Regions from separate parts of the Hordeum vulgare genome. Here region 1 is linked to region 2. The links are chromatin contacts, called in public Hi-C maps. All regions are on one chromosome and are shown on one strand. The core of a region is the stretch at or near the end of the contact, and the rest is flanking DNA. Distances in the headings are between cores, read along the strand shown.

Region 1 (4,493 bases), core at 481-2,980, 310 kb after region 2:
TGGTCTGATCGCGTGCTCTTTCACCGGTACCTCCAAAGAGAGAGGATTATGCTCGCTTGCTACCCTTATCAGGTAGGCAGTGATAACCCTGTGAGCCAGTTGAGTTATTTGTGTCGGCGTCCTCGGATGGGACAGTTTAGTTTGGCTACGACGGTGGCAGGTGTCACGAGGACACAGGGCCACCTAGGGCAGGACTCCGGGGAAGGATGAATGCCGGTGGTACGATGAAAGAGTCACGGGTCAGACAAATTTCGTTGGAGCAACATTGATCCACCCGAATGTGATCACGAGGTCAGTGCTCCATAGTGTGGGTAAAGTATGCAAACTCTGCAGAGTGTCAAATCTATTGGAATAGCCGCGTCCACAGTATTGAACAGCCTGACCAGACCTCAGTAGATGATCAACCATATCAGTGTTAGTAATGATGGTAGAACTCGTCTCGTGTGAACATCAGAGAATGTTGATAACATGATGTGTTGACCAATAGAAGACTACATGATGAATGGTCAGATGACCATGCGATGGGATTTGGATCCGTTCTGATTAGATTACGAATATGTCGAGGGTTGTGAGACTAACCCAGAAGAGAGTAAGTTGATATTCGGTGACAGTAACCTGGTTAAGCATTTGTTGTGATCTGATTTAAATGTATTTTTATTTTTTGTATGAGTGTGTTTGTAAGGACATGGATAATATTATTAATACTTAATATATGCTAATTACTACAGGGAAAAGAAACATTCTTCGTTTCGTTTAGAACTTTGTTTCCTTAACGAACGGGCGTACTGTCTGTATCTGTTTACAGCGTTTCGAATCAAAGAATCGAAAAAGAACCAAACGAGAAAAACAGTCTTGATTCCTCGTTGAAGCCAATCAACCAAGCCAATATGTACAGCAAAGAATGGAACGGACAAAACGGCGGTGCCGCCTAGCTAACACGAGCCCGACACGACCACCGCCACACACGCACATCACGGCATGCTTTCCTAGTCGTCCGAGTAATACAGCCCCTCCACCTCGGAGCCGGCCATCCACGTGGACGACGACGACGAGCCGGAGCCGCCGCCGTCGGAGGAGAGCGAGAGGGACCTCCGGTAGCTGTACAGCACGGCGCCGGGCGGCCGGCGCGCCATCCAGCCGCCGCGCCCGGACGCCGGCATGTGGTACTGGTCCGGCTCCGGCAGCGGTAGGCAGAAGAAGACGTAGAGGCAGTCGGCCAGGCGCTCCAGCTCCCGCGCGGGCGGCGTGAGCAGCGCGCGCAGCACCTCGTCGGCCCGCAGCCGCCGCCGCTGCCCCGGCCGCGGCGCGCCCTGGCACAGCTCCGCCGGCACCATCGCCGCCGCCGCCAGCCACGCGCCGCTGAACACCATCCAGCCGGCCCTCTGTCGCTGCTGCTGCTTCCTCCTCGCGGCCCTCGCTGATCGTCGCGTGCCGTTTTATTTGGCGCCGTCGGCCGGTTGCGTGCGCGGGCTTTGGTTTGCGTGGAGTGCGGGGGGAGGGGAGGGGAGGGAAGTGGTGGCGTGGAAGGGAGCGCGCGCGGGCAGTTTATATGTATGTCAGCGGCGGGGAAGGCGCAGGTGGCCGTCGGGGTGGGTTTGTCTTGTAAGTATGTGCCGGCGCGGTCGTCGTCGACTCGTCGCTTCCGCCGGCGGGCGCACGGCCTGCGCCGAGGAGGTTTCGTTGGGTTTTCCGCGTTCCGGGGCTGTGTTTTGACCGGTTGTGGGTGGTGTCGCACCAGCAGGTGCAAGCAAGGGGCCCGTTCGATAATCCACCGCTTCTAGAATTTGCGAAGCTGCTGTTTGCTCACTTTATTATTTTACACCATAGCTCCGTCCACTCCCAGAGCGGAGCCTGGTCGGTCGTCTCATCGTACGGTGGAGCATGTTGTGGCCAAGTGCCGTGGCCATCGTGAATGGTTCATGTATCGCCGACGGAACGGGAGAAGGATTGACCCGGTAAAGAAGCCACACCTCGTCGCCCCGCTCAGCCAAAACCATTTGCCGTACCCGGCGTTCCAATGTCACGAGGTAAGAGTTTTTTTTAAACATAATACAGACGCAAGTGTTTATGTACACATGCATACAGTCATTCATATGAACTACATATGTACACTCTACCTTTACGAGCATCTTCGAAAGACTGGACCAATATATCATGCTGAGATTTATAGTCATCATAGGTGTCTCGTCGTCGACAAAAATGTATCCTCACACTGAAAACATATCGTCAAAAATTCTGAAATAAATTCAAAAATAATGCAAGCATCAACACTTAAACCTTAATGAATTGGACATACCACTGTCCCTCTAACCATTTAATCACGATTTTTTTTTAACCATAAGTTGATTTGCCACGAATTAAGAGTTAGATGTCAATTGTACTGAATTGTACTGCACGTGGATTGCAGGCCACGGAATAAGTTGATTTTTTTTCAACCATAAGTTGATTTTTTTTCAACCATAAGTTGATTTTCCACGTGCGGATCCATTCAATCCAGGGTCTGCAATCCACGTGCGGATCCATTCGACCACCCATCGTATTCCGTGGCCTGCTGAATTGTACTGTATTATCCTTCTTTTATTTACTTTTGAGGGAAAGGTGAAGTGGGTCTTATTGTCCTGGCATGGCAAGATGTATGAGCGGCCTTCATTGACCAGATAAACATTTCAAGATATGCGCTTCCTGTCACTTCCTCCGTTCCTAAATACTCTATAAATCTTTACGCATTTATTATTTCGAGTTAGCATTCGCTTCGGATAATGCACGAACGTACTACAGGTTTTTATTTTAAATTTGGATTGAAGGGATACTACAATCGTTTTGGTCTGTGCTGCAAGCAATAAGGCAGACGAGTCTCAATAATTGGAAAATTGAAATGGTCAGCATGCTGTTGCACCTCATCACAACAACCAGGAACCAGCACAAGGTTGTAAGGCGAATAAATTAGCAACAAACTCCTACTACCCCTGCTGCTCTGGATGCCATTGCAATTTGCACAATACATTTTCCTAGCGCGGCTAAGATAAGTTAAAAGGACAGAAACTACGAGTAAGACAGATCAACGCACACAATAAATCTGAACAAGCACAGAAAAAAAAACTGCCAGCGCTTGACTTATTCTGGCGCTAATCTAGTAGAAATACTCTCTATAGCATGACAACAGGCTCATGGCTTCCGTCACCGTCTACTCGTGCAGAAAGCCTTTCTCCTCGAGATAAGTAATCACTTGTGTCGCCATGTCGGAAGGCGAAGGGCACACGCCATCCACTTCCTTGATCTCAATCTGCAACGAAAGGAAAGTATTCATGCTTGGCAACTGCTTGTCAACGGTAGGAAAGAGCATCCGAAGAGATCACGACCTACTTCTCACAAGCGGCTTAGCTGTATTATACTCCATCCGTCCACAAATACTCTGAACCGGATGTATACAGTGTGGTTGTTCACTCATTTTAGACCGTATGTAGTCCATATTAAAATATTCAAAACATCTTATATTCGTGACAGAGGGAGTATTAAACATAACTACTCCCTCCGATCCAAATTAATTATCGCAGCTTTAGTACAGTTTTGTACTCCCTCCATCAATTAATTTGGATTGGAGGGAGTGCTATGAATTGTATGAATTTGAGTGTCTCCTGCGGCTGCAAATTCGACATTTACGATGGAGTATCTACTCCCTCCGTTTAAGTCTTTTTAGAGTCTTCACTTTTTAGAGTCTTCACTGCGAACTACATATGGATGTATATAGACATACTTTAGAGGATAGATTCACTCATTTTGCTCTGTATATAGTCCGTTGTGGAATCTCTAGAAAGACTTATATTTAGGAACGTAGGAAGTACGATAAAGACCAGCTTATGCATTCAACTGGTATACATGGTAATAATCATATCAAACATCGAGCATATTGACCATTCTCTTTGCCTAACATGTTAAGCATGCGCTCTTGACTATGCTTAAAAAATGATGAATCATGTCCCATTTTCCCAATCCAATCATTTTAGGCTAGAATATCAGTGAGCCAACTATTAAATATATGAAAGAAGAAACAAATCATATTAACACCTTAAATAATGCACACTTTGACCATGCGAAAATGATAGCACTTAGCATGTACTCCCTCCGTCCCAAAATTCTTGTCTTAGGTTTGTCTAGAAATGAATGCATCTAAATACTAAAACGTGTTTAGATACATTCATATCTAGACAAATCTAACACAAGAATTTTGGGACGGAGGGAGTATAAGTCTTTCTAGAGATTCCACTACGAACTACATACAGATGAATAGACATACTTTAGAGCGTAGATTCACTCATTTTACTCCGTATGTAGTCTATAGTGGAATCTCTAGAAAGACTTATACTCCCTCCATCCGGAATTACTTGTCGCACAACTGAATAAAAATGGATGTATCTAGAACTAAAATCCATTCTTATGACAATTATTTCCGGACGGAGGGAGTATTTAGGAACGGAGGGAGTACTATGTAATAT
Region 2 (4,431 bases), core at 533-3,032:
GATTTTACTCGTCTGGTCATACTATAGAAGGCGAAATATTCATGAAAAAAATATTTCATTTTTTAATACCTATCTTCGGTCCAAAATATATGTCATTTCAGTACTGAACAGTTCTCACCAAATAACCCTATCGATGGTTTATCGATAGTAGTATTGACTGATCAGCATACATGGGTAAACCATGCAAAAAATTAAGACATTAGCTCCTTATTTCCACAAGTATGGAGTTAGAATAACATGTAAACTGAACCAGAAGTACCAAAGCAAACCATAGCATGGATAGATAACTAGAGTAAACCATTTGTACTGATAGTTATTACAGATGTAGTTGAAATATGAAACAGCAACACTGCCAAAGAAACGGAACTAAAATATACTGACATTAGAGCATTGAGAAGAAGGATTTCCACTGTTTTCAATATAGTTAGGTGGCTACTCACGGATAGTGAGAAGAGAATGGTGGTGGTGTAATACCTGGACTGTTGCTGCTGTCACAGTGTCAAGCAAAGTATTGGAAGTATAGCTGTTTGACTTCAGCCTTATTCTCTTTGCTTCAAAATCTACTGAAGTCTTTGCCCAAATCGCAAATACAGTTGAATCCAAAACCTAAATAAGCGGAGTGTCAACCATTAGAATACCCTCACTGCTGTGTATCATATCACTGATGAGAAAATATAACCATAATCTTCTGCAAAAATGCTGTCCAACACACCTCCCATTTAGTCAGTGTATCAAGGGGATAAATCCTTAGGGTCCTGCTTGTGCTGGGATCAAGCATGCGGATTCCATCCAGACCAACCTGCAATAGCATATAATAATTAATAAGTACAGATTTCATGTATCATAACAGTCCTTGTGATCAATATGGAAGTTGGAACAAGTAACATATATGTTGCAAAACCACAGCACGATATCATAATTTCGGAGTGAAACAATACACCTAACATGTGTAAACTGATAGCTTATCGTTACTGAAGTTGTACCTGGCAAAGCACATCGGTGGGGCTTCCGGCACCCTCTGGCAGCAGCTTAACCCGAAACTTCTGCGCACCACCACTAGCATCCTCATGGGTTTCTGCTTTTGGAACAGCCCTCGCAATCTTCCCAAAGCTCCCACCCACACTGCCGCCCTCGCCGCCGTGTGGCTGCTCCACCCCTCCGGACGAGAGTCCAATCGACCGGCCGTAGTCATCAAACATCGCGGCTCCTGACCGGGTCGGCGCCGTGCCGCGCGCGCCGTACGGCTCGGGGCCTGCGTCGCCGGTATAGGCATACGCGCCCTCGTTCAGGTAATCGTCGTCGCCATACCGAGCGGCAGGCTGCTGGTAGCCTCCACCGTAGTACGGGGCGTCATAGGGAAGCGGCGCTGGGCTGGGTTCCGCTGCGGGAGCCGGCTGGGTGGGCTGCGAGTAGCTGTAGTACGGCGCCGGCGTGGGCTCCGGGGGGTAGGGCGTGGGGTTGTAGGGCGGGTACCCGGCGTACTGGGGCGGCTGCGTGTAGGACGGGGCAGATGGCGGCTGCTCGGGGTAGCCGCCGACGGAGTAGGGCGGCGCGGAGGCGTAGCCCCCCGGGATCGGGGGGTCGGCGGCGATGGGGTGAGGGGTCGGCCCCGGCGACGTGTACTGGTGAGGGTAGTAGTGGCCCGCGGGGGCGGGGGAGGCGTAGTCGCCGCTCCCGTGCTGCATCGCCGGCGAGGTGGAACGCAAGAGGCGACGGCGATTTCCTCTCGCTTTTTTTTCCCGAACTCTGATCCGATTCGATGCTTCGCGATTGCGTTTGTTTGCAGGGGAAGAAAGGGTAAAGAAGGTGGGGATTCGTTTCGGAGGTTGACGCGTTAGTGCTGGAGCGTGTCCGCGCGCGGCGGCCGTTGGATCTCGTCGGCGGGTGGAAGTGGACGGTCACGATGGTTGCTGTGGTGGTATTGGGTTCGCCTTTCGCGGGAGTTGTTTTGTCTGCCGCTCTGACTACGCGCCCGACACGGCGGGTTGCTGGTGTGTGGATCGAATTGGGCCGTGCATGTCCGTCAGCTTAAAGGCCCACATGATCCGGATTGGATTTGAAAATTAATGCCTTTTAAACTGAAAATTAATGATTTAATTAGTGAGGGTGGTTTTGCCCAAAAAGAAAAGTAGTGGAGCAGTTCATTGTGGTTCCCTAACAATTCTCTCTTTAATTTACTTTTTTTGCTAAATATAAAGAGCGTCAATTGTTCAAAAAATGGCTTTTCTAATGCTCAACCAGTTGTGCTCCAACAAAGTAACTACAATTGCACATCCGTTAAGAGCATCTCCAGTCACGCCTCGGACGTGTTTTTTTCGTTGACGCCGAAAAATCCTCCCAGTCACGCCCTCAGGATGTCGATTTTCACCGGTTGGGTTCATTTTTAGGCCCGTCGATCCCAGGCCGAACCTAGTGCGCTTGGGGGCTCCAGCGGAATGGAAAACGGCATGTGGGTAGGCACTGTCAGGTGAAAAACGTTTTCCCACCTCCAAATTCTCCCCCCACCCCACACGTGAAACACACCTTTCCCCACTATGTCGATCCTGGCGTCGCCCACGTGCCTACCGCCGCTAGAAAGGCCATCTCCCCGCCGAGAAAGGGAGGGTTCGCCGCGACTTCGCCCTCGGTTTTTGGGCGAGCTTTTCCGTCGCTCCAGACACGCAAACGGTTGCGTGTCTGCCACACCCGCCTGGTGTTCGGTGTTTTGTCTTGGCGATGGACTGCGATGACGAGGAAGCGTTCGCGGCGCTGCTGAAGGAGGAAGCTGTAATGCCCCAGATGTAATCCTTGCCATTTTGGGATCCTTTCCTATTTTGGAACCTTGTTCTCAATGCCATAAGAGTTATCATTCCATGTGGATGTTATATTTTGCCTCCTTCTTGCATCATGGCATCCATTGTGTTGTTGTTGCTTGATCTATCATGAGTGCTATGTGATTATGAGTGCTAGGTGTTTGTGTTGATGTTATGGGGTTTTTCAAAATATGGTGTTTTCAATCAAGGTTTCAAAACCCTTTCTCCTTTAATAAATGAACCTATGAAATAACTTTGAGTAAACCTGTTTTAAAAATGTTAGTTAATTATAGGATATTGTTTGTGATTGAGGGGTAGCCCTCATGGTTAAAATCTTACTTTGGAGAGGTGGCATTTATTTTAAAACAGCATATTAAAACCCCGTTATGATTATAATTTAGTTGTCTAAAAATTCAGGTTTGCATTTTATTTAAATAGGGCATAATTCCCTCATGCCCCAGGTGTTGTTAATTTTATTTTTCAAAACCCTGTTTGCTCTAGGTATTTTGATTTTCGGTGATGTTTATTTTTTCAAAAGAAAACCCTTTTTCTTTTCTGATTTTGGTCGGCTACAGAGGAGCCAGGTGGGCCGGCTGATCTCCTCCTCCACTTGGGCCTCGCCCCCTTTCTTTCCTTCCTTCGCCAGTGCTTGGCCCAGCTTCCTTTCCTTCTTCCTCCTCGTCAGCATCGTTTCTTTTCTGCTTTCCGTCAGCAGAGGGACGCGCGCGAGAGAGAGAGGGATCGTCCACGTCGACGTCGTGAGGTTCACGGACGTCGAGGGGCCCCTACTTAACCTCTTCAGCCGAGCCGTCCTCTTCCTAGGGTTCCTCTTTCCCCCTCCTTCGTCGCCGCCACTTTCCCCTTCCACTGTTCTTCTCTGTAGATAGTTCACAGAGAGAGGTGAGATTCAGAGAGAGGGAGCAGGAGGTGCTCCACCCTCGTCACCGTCGTCCTCGTCAACGTCGTCTCCTCCCACTCGGGCAAGAGTGTCCGCGACGCCCCGGAGATGTCGGCGTTCCATTCCCGTCACTGGTGAGGCCGGAGCGCGTCCACAGCGACGGCCTCGACCTCGTCTCCATCGAGCACCCGGAGCACCCAAGCCCCTGCAGCAGCGCCTTGTTTCTTCTTCCTCCTCCTCGAGCAGCCGCTTCGTCGCCGTCTTCGCGCCACAGTGTGAGCCTGCGTCTCCTTCCCTTCCCATGTATCCCGCGCGTAGCCGCCGTCCGCGTAGATCACCGGAGTTTAGCCAGAGTAGACTCCCTGTGTCGGCGTCTTGTGTGTGTGTGCGGTAGATCAGAGGGGCTGCTCAAGAGAGTACCACCCCCTCTCCGGTCAGAACCGATCACCTAGCAAAGTGGAAACGAACCGTGGCATATCCATCAGGTCGGGGGTTTGATTCCTCCCCGGCGCCCTTTTTCCTTTTTGCTCTGTTTTGCTAGTAGCAGGGCAGCGCCAGAGAGCTTATCATGTTTAAGCCTGTAACGACCAAGATGCGGTCCTTTCCGATCTGGGGGTCGAGGCCCCGAATAGGAAAGAAGCGCATTTAAGCGTTTCGCAAGCAAGTAACATAGCACAAATAATAATACAAGTAGACAATTCGGGATTCAACTGTCTTCTTATTAATAACTCAGAGTACAAC

Evidence for each region. Hi-C and Micro-C count contacts between places; a contact is called where the count stands out from the background.
Region 1: a Hi-C map of leaf shows a contact between it and region 2, with 4 times the contacts expected there. The contact joins the promoter of LOC123429822 here to the promoter of LOC123425603 in region 2. A contact is called at or near these places in 6 of 6 Hi-C or Micro-C datasets (leaf, seedling and an unstated tissue) and 1 of 1 datasets of contacts at active chromatin or transcription factors (embryo).

The regions. Positions count from the first base shown.
Region 1 is chr2H:148,387,283-148,391,775 of MorexV3_pseudomolecules_assembly, forward strand. LOC123429822 reads right to left here and starts at 1,731. Exons shown (of 1, transcript XM_045113806.1): 1 at 823-1,731. The coding sequence starts at 1,370. The coding sequence ends at 987. It overlaps LOC123425607 (adenylyl-sulfate kinase 3-like), which reads right to left. Exons shown (of 7, transcript XM_045109301.1): 7 at 2,931-3,283. The coding sequence ends at 3,185.
Region 2 is chr2H:148,075,434-148,079,864 of MorexV3_pseudomolecules_assembly, forward strand. LOC123425603 (protein FREE1-like) reads right to left here and starts at 1,783. Exons shown (of 10, transcript XM_045109293.1): 1 at 984-1,783; 2 at 713-799; 3 at 475-606. The coding sequence starts at 1,685.